Regions from separate parts of the Gossypium hirsutum genome. Here region 2 is linked to region 1. Evidence: chromatin contacts called from public Hi-C data. All regions are on one chromosome and are shown on one strand. Each heading gives the region's core, a stretch centred on a gene start, on an enhancer-like site or on the middle of the called end of the contact. The rest is flanking DNA. Distances are from core to core; before and after follow the strand shown.

Region 1 (7,858 bases), core at 3,487-5,986:
TTCATAATCAACTAATAATATTAGCAATTAACATTCATTAACTAAAATCTAAAACACAAACTAAAAATCACATCCGTCGGATTGTATTTGACAAATTAAAAGCAAAATTAAACAAATTCACAATTAACACTAAGTTTATTCTAATAACAAAATCATGAAAAATTCAAACCTAATAATATTAGCAAGTAATTTTCATCAAATTAATCCTAAAACCCGAATCAAACACTAAAAAGTTAATACCATTACCTTTACGTACCAAAATATATAACTTTTAATATACAAATACAAAATATATTAAATCATTATACATATTAAGATACAAAGATTAATTTTATTTATATTTCAGCTTCAAAAAACATATTTGTATTTGAATTTTAAATGTTCAGTTTTCATGTTAAATTTATGGAAAAGAATCACTTCTAACTATTTCAAAACTTATCATTTATAAATTACTTTTATCTTTTAAGAAAAATTTTAATAAAACTTTATTAGAAGAAAAAAAATCATCAAAAAGGAAAACCTTTATAAGAAAATCTGGATACACAGACAAGAAAGAATGTTGGGAAAAAAGCAAAAAAAGAGTTTATTTTATAAGAACAGGTCAAACAAAAGTAAAATTGTATTGTAATGAAAACTAGCATGGGAGGCAACAAAGCTTTTCCAGCAAACCTCCTTTGATGGGGAAAACCACCATAACTGGTTGGTTCCAACCTCAACCTATGCTGCTGCGTCCTCTTCGTGAGCCTTCTGAATACCGACCAAGCGAGCATAATCCACCCACCTATACCCAACCAAATTTGAAATCGTCAAAATGAGAAAATCGACCATCGTATTGTAGCATGTAAAATAGTTGAGGGTTCAGTCTTACAATAGAGAACCCAAGAATGTGTTGCCTGTTCTAACGGCAAAGCATATTGCACTCAACATAAGCTTGTGCTGGTGCAACAAAGGCTCCAGAATCCGTTGTTCAATTACACCAGCCAGCACTTGGTACCTATTCAACAACACACAATCCTCAGCAAAATGTTCCAAATTACGTTCAGATCATTTTCTCATTATGGAATGGAATTAGCATTCCCAACATATTTGTTTTATGGGTACGAATCTGGAAATACCAACTTCAAAACATCATCAAGCTCAACTATGTAGAGCCTGGTATTATGTAATATTAGGCAACTCTATGAACCATAGTGCTTTGGGAACTATTTTCAGTAAAAGTATGAAATCTAAATACCTGAGGTTGCTCGAAACTGCCATATATACACCATAGGCAACACTGGTGGATAGTATAGGAACATTTTCAACTTCAGCTGCCGATGTCTTATCAACGGCCTTCCTAGCATTAATCAAAGCATTTGTGATGGCTGTCCCAACCTACAACAAAATTAACCCGTAAAATACCGGCAAATCCAGATATACTCGTTTTGCACACAAAAAAAACAATGATGCTCTTTATTGAAATGGAAAAGATAACAAAATTTGACAAAAAGTTGAAAAGAGACTGTATATATTAGATCCCAGTAGAAAGAATATAAACAAAAAATGTTGAAGAAAAAAGAAACAGCTGCCAAAAACTTACCAGCGAAGAAGTGGTGCCCACTGCAAAAAGCTTTGCGCCGTTACGCTGCTCATACATAAAACACAATAAGATGGTTTTATTATTACCTCAAATATTCAGGACAAGTAACTTGTTATTTAAAAGTTTATGAAAAGAGAACGTGCCGCATACCATTACTGCTCCTAATCTCTGCAAAAGTGAATACGAAGTACCAGGAAGAGCAACCTGCAGGCAAGAAGTTGGATCGCAACCATGAATCATTTGTATTTTAATTAACAGCTTTAAGATATGTATAGATGCAAAGTCTTGATGCAACTTTATCAGCAAGAATAAAAGAAAGAAACCTGGAAAGCATTATCAGGGCAGCTATAGAAGAACTTGGAAATAGCTCCAGCACTGACTGCAAGAGGAGGCCGGAGAGAAACAGTAGGAGCAGGAAGATACACAAGCATGAAATCTGCAATTATGGCCATTACCTAGAAAAAAAACACATTGGACATTTTAAATGATAGAAAATAATAGTGTTAATATGCATTATGCAGCCACAATTTATAATGCTAAAAATAATACAAATTTTTGAAAGAAACCTCGTTGCTTCCTCATAATATTAGTTTCTCTAGATAAAAATATCACTCGCAAAGGTGTATCTATAGTTAATTTATTCTACAGCTCAAATACAAAAAGTAGACAGATATAACAAGTGCTAAAACCTGATATACTACACTTGGCAACATCCGAATTCTCAAGATTTCTCTGACAAAATCTAAACTCTAATTCAATCTTGCTATTTTTCCCCTTGATAACTAAACAAAACTCCATGTCTCGTTTGTCTCAAATGATCGTTTTATCAGCCTAGTAGAAGACGAGCTTGCAAGCCCACAAAAAGATATGGTTTAGTATTAAAAGCTTGGTTAGATTACCAGGAGAACATGCATGTATAAATGAGTCATATATTTGATTAAACTCCGTAATAACCATTAATCTTGAACTATAGACTTCTTTACCACCATATGTTATGATTCAAACTCTTCGTTGGATGATCTAGTGCATTTGAAACATTCCCTAAAGGAAAAGCCCAATGTCGACAAGACGGCACCTGGCATTCGTTCCCATGATTGATAAGTGGTAAACCCACCTATCACTTCCTCTTGTTACTAAAACTTATATATCATGCAACAGCTGTGAATTAAGTATGTTCATCCAACTACAAATGCTTACAATCTATATATGTGTTGTATTTGTAATTGCCGATGCATGATATTGAGCTACTTTAGCTGAGGTCATTTACCAAAGACAATTTTAAGCAGCTAACAGAATTCATCTAACTATGAAGCATGACATTTCTATCAGTGGAGTGTCCATATGTCGATAAATGTCCAACATGTTGGACACATTAAAAGAAGTAAAAGTAAAATTGAACACTGTCAAAAGATGATCAAGATAAAGTCAGACATGAATGGACACAATTGAACATGTTTGGATAAATGATGATTTTTTTCTTCCAAATATGGAATCAACAATTCGGTTCTCATAGGTGTTTTTGAGGTTCAATTTTTGAATTTTGAAAAACTATTTGCAAGTTGTTTTTTAATTGAAAAGTACAAATTCAACATATAAAATCTTTTTATAGCCGTCATGTCCATGCTGTGTTCCTAGTCTAACAATTATAAAGCAATTGACTTCTTATCCTTAAAAATATATATATACATATATATATATATATACAGAGCGTTAGAAGGATTGTAACATATTATTCCCCTAAATTCAAATAAAAAACAGTAGTTTGACCATCAAGAAATTCTAAGGATCAATAAAATAGACTTGAATTGGCATCAAAATCCAGCGTTGTTTGGGTTTAAATTTATCGAATAAGCCCTCCTTGCTACTCAGAATCAGAAGAAATGAAGAATGAAAAGGTGCAGGTTTTAAAGAGGTAAGTGAAGAATCATACCACATCAGCAAAAACGATTTCCAGCTCCTTGAAAAAGTTTTCTCTGCGACGTTCATATTCTGCAGCAGTCTGGAAAACATGATAAAGTATAAAAACAGTAGTTAAGATGGAATGATAAAGTAAATGAGACCAAAATTTGGAACATGCATAAACATAGCTCTTGTAGCTTCAATTGCTTTTCCTAAAAATCAACATGCTGTTTTGTTGAACATTTAATCCTAAAACAATCATGCACTTTAAGCAGTTTCATGTAAAGAAAGAATAAAACGTTGACTTAAAACTCCAAAGGCAAAGTAGCCCGAAATTCGGGCTAAGATTCAAAGAAAATAAGTGAACCAAAAATGATCAAGTGAAAAAGAATAAAAAGAAAACCTTTAAACCCAATGCTAAGTAAGAATGGGAGAACAAATCTACAGTAGCCATTTGTATATATTGATTAAAAAAACGAAAAAGGAGGAAAAATGGACCTTGGTGAAGATCCCAACACCACACTCCATGGCAACTTTAGCTAAGAAAAGATCATCAGCCAAAAGCCTTTCTTTAAACCCTCCAAACTGCATCAACCATCTCATAAGCCCCGATTTTTCAAGCCCCAAGAACCTCTCTATGACCGACCCGGGGATCCTCCCAGCCTGGATCGCCGCCGCCAAGTCCTTCGGCAGACTCTCCGTTGACCTCCCTGCCTCCGCCAGGACAATCATCGCCTCTTTCCTGTTCTTGTCACCCGCATTCTCGTCATCACCACCCCTGTGTTTTCCATTCTCATCGTTTCCACCGCCGCCACCCGAGTTGTTATTGCTGTTAATATCACCACCATCGCCGCCGGCGCAGAAGGTTAAGAAAGGGGAAGATCGGCTGTGACGGAGACAGGTGGCGGAGGAGGAAAGGCGGAGGTGGAGGTGGAGAGGGAAAGTGGTGGGGAATTTAGGGGTGATGGTAAGGGAATTAGGAGAGGAAAGTGGGGAAGGGGTGAGAAGGCAGGCGGCGATGGACATTGGTGGCTGCAGGTGGTGTCAGAGGCGGAGTTTTGGTCAGAGAAGTAATGGAAAGAGGTGTGTAATAATGAAAGGTTTGTCGTTGGTTAGTTGATCAAAGTTGAAGGATCTGAATCTAAGCAAACGCCAGACCACTTTCTAAGACAGTTTTTGTCTGAAAATCAACCTCCGCTCTTGTCTACTTTAGGGTTTCATTCTTTCCTACTCTTTTTTCTGTCCTCGTGAAACTCACGCTCTCATTACTCTCCACCTTTTTCTTATAATTTAGATTCCAAATAATGTTTTTTTTAATTTTTTAAAATATATTTTTTTTTAGGGTGTTGCCAGAGCAACCGATGTCACCAATATCTAAAATTTAAAAATACATCATATTTTTATACATATAAAATTTAAAAAATATTTTTTATTGGTACTATTGAAGTGTCAGGTGGCACCCGAATTTTTATTATAAAATATGTTTTTTAAGTTAAAAAAAAGCTTGAAATATTCGAGTATTAAAACTTGGATCCATAGTCGATGAGTTACATCAATGGCAGGTCAGTGCCGCCTAATGGTCTGACGGCACCAGCTTGACGGCCTACCACTAATATGATCCATCGATCATTAGTCTGAATATTTTAGATTTTTTTTTACTTTTTGTTTAAAAATTATTATTATATTATTATTTCCATTATTATAAAAGGGACCAACCCCCCACATATTGTTTCCACACGAAAAAAAAAAGAAAAAAAAGACTACCAGCTGATGGTCCCCCACCGAAAACCAAGAAGAAAATGTTACTATAGAGGTTGTTAGTTATTTTTTTAATAGTAATTTATTTGTGTTAAAAGTTTATTTAATACTAATTATTTAGTATTTTTTTATTTTTTTATATTACAAGCACTTGGACATTCCCTCCCTCACTTCCAATAGGAAAAGGTCCCAAAAAAATTAAAAAAATTTGTGATCGTATAATTATTAATAGTTTAGAATTGTGTTGAAATTTTAAATTTTTATTGTAATAATATGTTAACTTCGAAAATAATTAAAATTGTGTTATTTTAGATATTTGTATTTTTTTTTGTAGTGTATGTTTATTAAGATAGGTTTCTTTGAAAGTGCATGTTTATTTTAGTAGAATTATTAGAATTGTGTATTAAGATAGATTTGTATTGAAAGTAATGTTAAGATTGGTTTGACTAGTATATATTTTTATTTTAATAATAATTTGTTTATTTTAAGATATAAAAGTGAACATTATATGTTTTTTTGAGTAATTAGATTTTTTTTTACAAAAATGGGCTTCGGAAAAAGTAATTGTCGTTATTTTTTCATTATTTATTTGTTAAGTCAATGATTAAAATTTTATTTGTTTGTGTAGAAATCGAAATGGGTTTTTTAATTACTACAAACGATCACACAGCAAGGACGATCTATTTGCCAAAAAAAAAGTTCTAATATTTCACATAAATTTTTATTTAATTGTGAGATTTTAACCAATGTTACAATTTAATATAATTAGGGTGTGTACTATGTGTTGAGGTCAAGTGCCCATGGTTCGAGCTACCGGCCGGACAAACGGATTATAATCTACCTAAATGCCACAGGATTTGGATCAGCGGCATTAATCCGTGTGTTTGAGTTAAGGGCTGACTTAATATTGGCACTAGTTGACCGGTGGCGCCTAAAGACGTAGACATTTCATTTTCTGTGTGGGAATGCACCATCACATTAGAGGATGTCGCAATGCAATTAGGGCTCTCTGTGGAAGGTGATGCGATTTGCGGTGCTCTGCTATGACTTGCTTGGATGCTCTCCCATTGATGGTACATCTAAATTTACGGGTTTAAAATTTTTGTGGTTGAAGGCCAATTTTGAAACATTGTCAAATTATGCAACCGAAAGGCCAAAGATGTCCGCCGCTCAGGCTTATATACTGCAGTTTGTAGGAAGTTACTTATGTCGAATTCTAATAATAATAGAGTCCACTTGATGTACCTACCCTTAACAACTGATTTGCAAGGTGCTCGTTCCTACAGTTAGGTTCAGCAGTACTAGCGATGTTATATCGTGAGCTTTTTCGGGGGACAAAGCACAGAACACAAGATATAGGAGGTTGTCTGATACTGCTACAATCCTGGGCGCTATATAGGATGCCATTTCTAGCACCAGTAGATCACCAAGTAAATATGTTCCCACTTGTGAATAGGTAAAAAAAAATTGAAACTTGGATTAAGATTTTATTTATGAAAATATCTTCTTACGAGTTTGGTTTATTTTTTATATGGTATACTTGTCCGAATATTGGAAAGTAGGAAACACTCATTGTAATAGCCCGTTTTTAGTGATGTCGAAAACATTAGTTTTGGGACCATAATTTTGACGAGTGAATTATTATTTTATAATTAAGGTCGTATTAAAATTTTGATAAGAAATTTTGATGTTTACATGGTCAATTAAGTGAAAATGACTAAATCGTAAAAGGTGTAAAAGTGAGTATCTATTAGTTATAAGGGCTAAATGGCCATGGAAAGAAAAACTAATGGATTTATATGGTAATTATACCATAATTAATTCTAGCGGATATGCATGGGCAAGATATTAATGTAATTTTTAATTAGTAATAAGGTTAAAATAGTAATTTGGTAAATAAAGCTAAAATAACTAGAGAAATTAAGCTCATCTTCTTCGTCATTTCATATGTCCACCGAAAATCACCATTGAAATAGGGTTTGAGTATTTGGCTAGGCTTTAATCTTGCATGTATGTGATTGCAAGCCCCGTTTTTAATGATTTTTATGTTTTTGAGTTCATTTTAGCTTAATCTAGCTAGCCCGAGGGTTAATTTGCAAAACTGTTAAAGGTAGAGGGACTTACCATGAATGTTTTTGAATAGGTTTTGATGTTAGTTAATGGATTATTTATCTTTTTTATAAAAAAAGTAAGTTTTGTTAAATGATTTTTGATGAATTTTGGAATTAAGGATTAAATTGTTAAAGGTGTAAATCTATAGGTTTTGTTGTGAAATATTGGTATTGATGGGTTAATTCAAGGTCCCTTGTAACATTGGTTAACATGGATTTAGGTTAAAATGGTTAAATTTCAAGTTACGAGCTTAAAGACTAAATTGTGAAAAGTTTAAATATTAAGGTCAAATTTGTAATTTTGCATAGATATGAATTATTTATTAAATTGAATTATATAGGTACTTAATTGATTGAAATTATCTATTTAGATCAAGATAAACCATATTCGGACTTAAATCGAGGAAAAGCTAAAGCTTCGGATTAGTTCGACTTTACTTCTTCGCTCTAGTTATCAAGGTAAGTTCATATGAACTGTGGTCGTTTTAATGTTAGCTAAATTTAAATGTTT
Region 2 (7,858 bases), core at 4,015-6,514, 33 kb after region 1:
GGCTAGAGACAAATGTTCCTCCCAACAGCCTCAGAATTAGATAATGTAGCCTTTTAACATCATGTTTTACGTACGAACTTACCTCGTACTTGGAATTATCGACTCGGACTAATTATTCTATAATCTTCGACTTCCCTCGGTCTAAGTCCAAATTCCTCTTTTCTTGATCTATATGTATTCAAAATTAATCCTTTTATTCACTAAATCATTCAAACCAATCCATATACACACAATTAGGGCATTTTGCAAACTAACCATCACATTTTCATATTTCGACACTTTAGTCCTTAAATTACAAAATCATAAAATACACATAATTTGCTTGTACACAAGCTTAGCCGAATTCTCCTAGTACTCATACTAGTCCACACATTTCATTTATTTCACTTTTAGTCCCTCAATTTCTCATTTTCACAATTTAGTCCACTTTACTCAAAATCATAAAAAAATCCTAAGACAAAACATGTAAGCCCAACATCAAACTTTCATTTATCAACAACTAACTTTACAAAGATCATAATTTCATCAATGGCACATTTCAAAATCATCATCAGAATTAGAAATTGAGGCATGGGTTTGATAGTATACGAAGCAACAATTACAAAAATGTAGAAATTATAAAAAACCGATCAAAACACATACCTTAATCAATGAAAATCAAGGCCGAACCCTAGCTTGTATTTCTTTTCTTTTTCTTTTGATGATTTCAGAAACATAAGCATGAAATGAGCTTATTTTAAGCTTTTGTCTTATTTTAATTAACATATAATCTAAATGGCAATTTTGCCCTTTTATTAAACCATTATAAATTCACATATATTAAGGCTATAAATGTCCATTATACATGTAAATGGCATAATAACCACATAAAGACCTCTCAATTATAAAGCCAAGTCAAATAAGCACTTTTAACATCTAGCACACAGCTTTTACATTTTACGTGATTAGGTCCTTTTTATTAAATTAAGCACACAAACATTCAAATTTTCATACGAGACTTTCACACATGCTAATTCACACATCATAAACACAGGAAATAATATTTAAACATTTTTCTGACGTATATTTATGGTCCCGAATCTACTATTCCGACTAGGGTCTAAATTAGACTGTTACACATAAAGCTTAGTAAGTTGCATATAAATAAGTAACTACATCAACCGTGCTTATTATAAATCCACACAACATTCTTGAGTGAACATGGGTAAATATCACTACATGCTTATATATATCGCAAGTATAAACCAAAGATTTCAATATCGTCCCAAGATCATTTTCATAGCTAGAACTTACTCATGTCATTCTTACCATCAAGGCAACATAACTAGACTCATATCTCATGAGTTTCAAATAAGAACTTGTACCACTCACAACATGATTATATCATTCCATATCATTGTCATAAGCTTTTAAAATAACCCGTGAAACCATTTGAAATACTAAAGGATATCTAACAAGCTTTACACAAGAGGGTGAATTGCCGATACCATGTTCTAAACATGGTCTTACACTGGCTCATATGTCGAGGCCGATGCCATGTCCCAGACATGGTCTTACACTAGCTCTCGTCTCATTGCCGATGCCATGTCCCAGACATGGTCTTACACTGGCTCTCATGATGTGGCCGATGCCATGTCCCAGACATGGTTTTACACTAGCGCACATATCAACACCGATGCCATGTCCCAAACATGGTCTTACACTAGCTCTCACAACATCGCGGATGTCATGTTCCAAACATGGTCTTACATTGGCTCTCACATCGTAGCCGATGCCATGTCCCAAACATAGTATTATACTGGCACACATATCACCCAAATGTCGTGGCATGGATATCCAATCTATTCCTAGTTTCAATTGGGAATTTACCGCATTAATTTCATCATGCCTTATACATAATCATATTCAACTATATTATGCAAAATAAATCATTCAACACATAATAACGATAAATTTACCTTACTTGCGTACAACTTACCTCGGTATACAAAAAGTGGATGATTAATTAGCTTTAGTCTACTAGCTTGGCCTTTCCCCGGTCTAGGTCCAGATTCGTATTTCTTCATCTAAAATGATAAAAATTCACTAATTTAATCATCACATTAATTAGTGCATCTCATAAATCATATTTTTACAAAATGACCATTTTGCTGCTAGACTTTCACAAAATTATGATTTTACCCCTAGGCTCGTAAATCGATTTTTATCAAATTTTCTCACTAACCAAGCCTAGCTAAATTCTTTATACTAGAAGTAGCCCACAATTCCCATCATTTCACACATTTACCCCCATAATTTATAACTTATGCAAAATGGTCTTTAGTTAGGGTTTTCATGAAAACTACTTCACAAAAGTTGTTTGTTTAACAACCATGATTCATTTTCTTCCATGAAAATTCAGAAAAAAACATGAACACTCTCATGGAAAAACCCTATACTTTCGACCATTTTGTAAAATAGTCTCCTCATTAGTTAAATTAAGCCACAAGAGTCCCAAAAGTACAAAAATCAACAAAAAATAACCATCAAAATGACTTACATGTAAGGGTATATTGTGCTGAAAATTTTCAAGCTCCCATGGGTGTTTTTCACTTTATTTTTCGGTGGAAAGATGGAGAAGAAAGATGACCCCTTTTGATTTTTTATTTTTTTATTCAATTAGCTAATGTCATCAAATACCAACCCTACTAAATTTTTAACTTTTTGACTCCTCTTGTCTCTATGGCCGGCCACCCTATTGAAATGGGTCTATTTTCCTTTAAAGACCCCTAATTATGATTCTTTAGCTATTTAACACCATTTGTTAGAAAAACAAAACTTTTTCCCTTTATGCGATTTAGTCATTTTTCGCAATTGAGTATACAATCGCTAAAATTATTTCACCAAAATTTTCATGCACTCATATAATCATGCTACAACAAATAAAATAATATTAAAAATAATTTCTTTGACCTCGAGTTAGTGGTTCTGAAACCACTGTTCCGACTAGGCCCAAAATCAGTTTGTTACATATTCTACCCATGGCACTTCAGAGGTAACTGACTCGCTCTCTAATTTTGGGTCTAATTTTGGGCCGAATCTTGTGCCTATTCGGTTCATCGAGGACAATCCTAAATCCTATGCTCAGTTGACCCACAACTGAAATAGACACCTAACTTTCTCCAGCACTCGCCCAGATGACGCTTACCATAATGCGCACAGTTGGAAGTTTTATCCCCAGATTTAGCCACAGCAACCCCTTGCTATGGTCTACCCTCTTTGGATCATTTTATGGACGAGCATTCGATCCAGTGGATTTGAATCTCTTTTAAAAGAGACCTTACTCCTTTCCTATTGTTTGCGATTCACCTGTTTTATCTCTTCTACAATATTGGCTTTCTCCACTAGGGTCTCAAACACCCATTCTTAGTGGCACAATTTGGATTTTGAGGTTGAAACAGAGCCCATTTTCGAACCTCACATATTTATCTTGCTCCGTGGCGATCATACTTTGAGCACATCAGCTGAGCCTCGGGAATTCAACCTCATATTCCACCACGGACTTGTTGTTAGAATATGCCTAAAGACCAATCATGAGATGGTTGTAATAACAAACTTAGTTTACCTCATTTATTAATATAAGGCATAACCATATTATTTCAGTTTATTTTCTGTGTATATAAATAAACTGTTTTATAATAATGTCTTGAGAATAATATGATTATTCTTAAAAGGTCTTTAGTCGAGTATTATTGTGGGCTTGAACAACAATAATGCATTAAGACTAACATGTAGTTGATTGATGACAAAGTGTTGTCACTGACATGAGATGTCAAAACCAATACATGAGTATGTGTGTTAAAGAACAACATATTGGACTGACCCGCTATGAGTATGTTTCTTGGATTATTATGTAATAGTCACAACATTACTCATAGTGATTACTATGTATACGATCCTCAGACTTGATATCACCATTATCCCAACATCATGAGTCATATATTTTGATACAGTCAAACATCCACCGTAACTAGTTGTTCTATAAAGGCTGACATTGGATATACCACAATCTATGTAGTGGGATATGGTTGATCAATATAGAATTTGAAATTTAATGACATACTTTTATTGTTAGATATTTCGTCTTTTTACTTTTTTGGATCTAGTTATTAACACTGTTAAAATTCTTTTGTCAAATTCTTTGGTGTAACATATTGAAATTTTAAAAAATAATCACCAATAACGATGTATCAAAAGAGAAAATACATTGCAACAGACCTTAATTTAATGAAGAAATTTAACGGTAATAACAAATTTTAAACTAAACATTTTAATTAGAATAAAATATTTAGAATAACTAATGATATTATAAAAGTTGAAGTATCAAAATATACCAAAAATTAAAGTATAAAGATTAAATTTCAAAAGCATATTATAAAGACCAAAATTGAAATTGAAAATTTTCATATATATATATATATAAATGGCGTCTATTTGGACAAGTGTTAGATAAAGAATGCCTTAAGACATTCTTGTTCATTTTAAAGAGCGGATTTGATAGCAATTCTAACTTGACTCATGAATAAACGTGCGAATCAAACTGTTTAAATATATAATTTTAAAATTAAAATAATAAATTAACAAAATATATTTATCCATGCAGGCATATAAAAATGTATTATTTAGAAATAAAAACTAAATGATAATAATTTTTAATTTTTTCCTAAGTTGTTTGAAAACAAATAATAAATTGATTATTAGCATATACAAACACCTTTAAATACGTATTTTAAATATAAAATAAATTAATAAAATATTTTTTACTAAATTAGATATAAATATTAAATCAAAGTTAATATAGATAAAATGATGAGGTGGAATTTTTTGTTAAAATTATACGTTCTAACTTATCATGTCAAGAGAGATTTTGTTATATGTTAAAAAGTTATTTAAAAAAATTTCTGTTAGCATCTTAATCAAAATAGCTTAAGATAATAACTATTTGGACTAACCAATGTTATTGTAAAAATAGAGAATCAAATTATGTTAAATTAAAATTTAAATATGATAATAGTTGAAGGACCAAAATTAAAAATTTATTATTCTCTTTTGATGGAAAATAAAAGAAAAAGAAAAAAAAAAGAAAAGAAAAGAAGGAAAGCCTTAATGTGCATTTTAAAAAGAAGAATAAAAGTAAAATCAGACGTAGAAATAATATAAATAATTGGAGCGTGCAAAACACCTCCTAAAACATACGTGTAGGTGCCATAGATTTGTGGCACAATTAGGTTGGCGAGAGTTAGCACTCATTGAACAGGTTCCAATCTTTACATCTGATTTATGGAATCTTCACAATATTCAAAATTATTTTAAAATATGCCAGAATCTTTTTGTTTGCTTCATATTATAAACTACTTTTACGCTTGCCATGTCCACATTAATTAATTTTATGTGTTAATTAAATTATGTTAATCATTTTTTATTTTTTATAAATAATATAATTATGAAATTAAAAATATATTAGTACGATCCTATTTGTTTATGTCAAATTATGGAATACAAAATTTGAAGGTTAAAATATATTCTAATCCTATTTCTAGTTTTAAAAATTTAGAATTTTTATTTTTTGGATTTAGAAATTTAGATCCAATTGTTACTACGATTAAAATTCTTCTATTAAATTCTTTGATGTGATATTTAAAATTTAAAAATATTCACTTAGTAGTTATATAACAATAAAAATGATATTGTAAATGTTTATATGATTTTTTTCTCTTAAAAATATTCATTTGAACTCGTTATGATAAAATAATTTTTTGCTAGAATATTGTTCTTAAAAAAAATTGAAGTCAACAATTTTATTGAAATAGTTAATAATATTAAATATTTAGACTAACTAATGACATTATAAAAGTAGAAAGATCAAATTATGTCAAAAAAATAAAGTATATAGATTAAATCCCAAGTTTCAATATAATATAAGGCTAAAACAAAAATTTGATCATTGCAACAAAAATTGCAACAAGGCAAACCTAAACGAAATAAAAAGCGATTTATTCATCTCTAAAACCCTTAGGGCATTCAAATTAAATGTAACAATGTAATATTTTATCGAAAAATTAATGATATTAACTATTTTGACTAATTAATGATGGTATAAAAATTAATTACATTTAAAACTGACACGTGTCCAATTTTCATTGGCTTAAATTTAAAAAATAATAATGCCAAATTAAACATAGGTCAAGTACCATTAAAGAACAAAAGCATACATTTCTAATATTGTAGACCCAAAAAATAGTCTTGGGTATTCTATAAGAGAACAAAAAGAATCTTTAGAAAATATAATGAAATACATGACATATGCTAGTTTGTGTAAAATTCTAACAATTGTGATTTAAAATTAATATATTATTAAGAAATTCATTTCCCACAAGTGTTTAAGATTATAGTATTTTAATACATATTTTTAAAAAATTATTGAAGGGGAACTTTTAAACTTTTCTTTTTAAATACAAGATTATATGAATTTATATCAATATTATATCACAAAACACTCAGTTGAAAATTTATTAAAAATATATTATTTTTACAAAGTAAATTACGCTATTATGAAATATTTTAAAAAATATATATTTTTATATAAAATCAATAAAATTTCATATAGATTTGAAACTAAAATATAATGTTTTTCTTTTACATAGACACCATAGTTTTAAATATTCAATTTTATTGTTTTAATCAAAGCTTTATTTAGTTATTACCTAACCTTTTAATAAATATATTTTTATATGATTTTTTTACCCACATTGTAAATGCATCATAATCTATTAAGATATTATTTTCATTCATATCGCAAGTAAACCTATCCAAGGGCTGGGTAGCCTGCCCAGGCCCAACTCAAATTTAATTTAAATAATAAAAATTATTATTTAAATTTAATTAATTTTTTAAAAATATTTTATTAATTTTTAAATAATAAATGAGCCTTTTGAGTATCATAGGTTAATTTAAAAACTGACATGAATATAAAAAAAATTTTAGAACCACATTTCAAGCTGACTCAACTCATAAATAACTCTAATAGTAACTACATCATAATTTTTCACCTATTATAAGTAGTGTACCATAATATTTTACATAATATAATTTTAACATGAGTAGATGTAATTTTTAACATTCACTACTTTATTTTTAAAATATTTTCACTAAAATCAAATTGACTGAGAAATAAAAAGAAAATCTTGAAAATGATCTACAACTACATCTAATAAAAGGAGAGCATGTCATTTCATTTCCAGTGGTGATGAGATTGAGAAGAATAAAAAAAAAAAGAAAAGAAAAGAAAAGGCAAAACTATTCTTAGCAGCACTAACTTTTCTTAGTTTTCTACTTTCCATCTTAAACAATTATCAAAGTGGAAGACAAAAGAAAAGGTGTTGGAACCCAGTTCTCTTTCATAATGAACGATTTCTTTATTTAGGAGATTTTTATTTTTCAATTTTAAAGTAGTATTCATATATATATATATACACATTCATATATATAACGACAACTTCTTAATATTTTTGGTTCCCTAAGATAAATAATAAATTGGAGCTTTTTTAAAAATTATAAAATATAATACAATAAAATAAAAATATATACTAAAAATTTTATTAAAATAGCACATTTTATGACATTAAGCAAATAAGATAATTTTTAACAAAATTAAAAAGAAAATTCATTCAATCTACTCCAACCTGCAAATTTGACAAACTCAAGAATTTCAGTGGCTGACATTAATTCATTCGATAAAGTAAATTGCAACACTTTCAATTCAGAGAAAAGATCATTTAAATCAACATTTGATGAATCACCATGAGAAAAGGTAGAGTGA

The links. Hi-C and Micro-C count contacts between places; a contact is called where the count stands out from the background.
Region 2: a contact with region 1 is called in a Hi-C map of leaf, with 2.3 times the contacts expected there. The contact joins the enhancer-like site here to the promoter of LOC107953066 in region 1. A contact is called at or near these places in 9 of 34 Hi-C or Micro-C datasets (callus, leaf and petal).

What each region holds. Positions count from the first base shown.
Region 1 is chrA07:25,070,743-25,078,600 of Gossypium_hirsutum_v2.1, forward strand. LOC107953066 (protein RETICULATA-RELATED 4, chloroplastic) reads right to left here and starts at 4,737. Exons shown (of 8, transcript XM_016888295.2): 1 at 3,977-4,737; 2 at 3,510-3,578; 3 at 1,903-2,034; 4 at 1,730-1,783; 5 at 1,580-1,624; 6 at 1,235-1,374; 7 at 869-994; 8 at 504-781. The coding sequence starts at 4,504. The coding sequence ends at 718.
Region 2 is chrA07:25,103,292-25,111,149 of Gossypium_hirsutum_v2.1, forward strand. No RefSeq gene overlaps it. Among protein-coding and RNA genes, the nearest start is that of LOC107953067, 17 kb to the right of the region's middle. Within about 2 kb of position 5,265, at least 2 of the 9 cell types and tissues checked have an H3K27ac peak or open chromatin away from gene starts, as enhancers often do. A contact at or near this core is called in leaf, where this site is marked.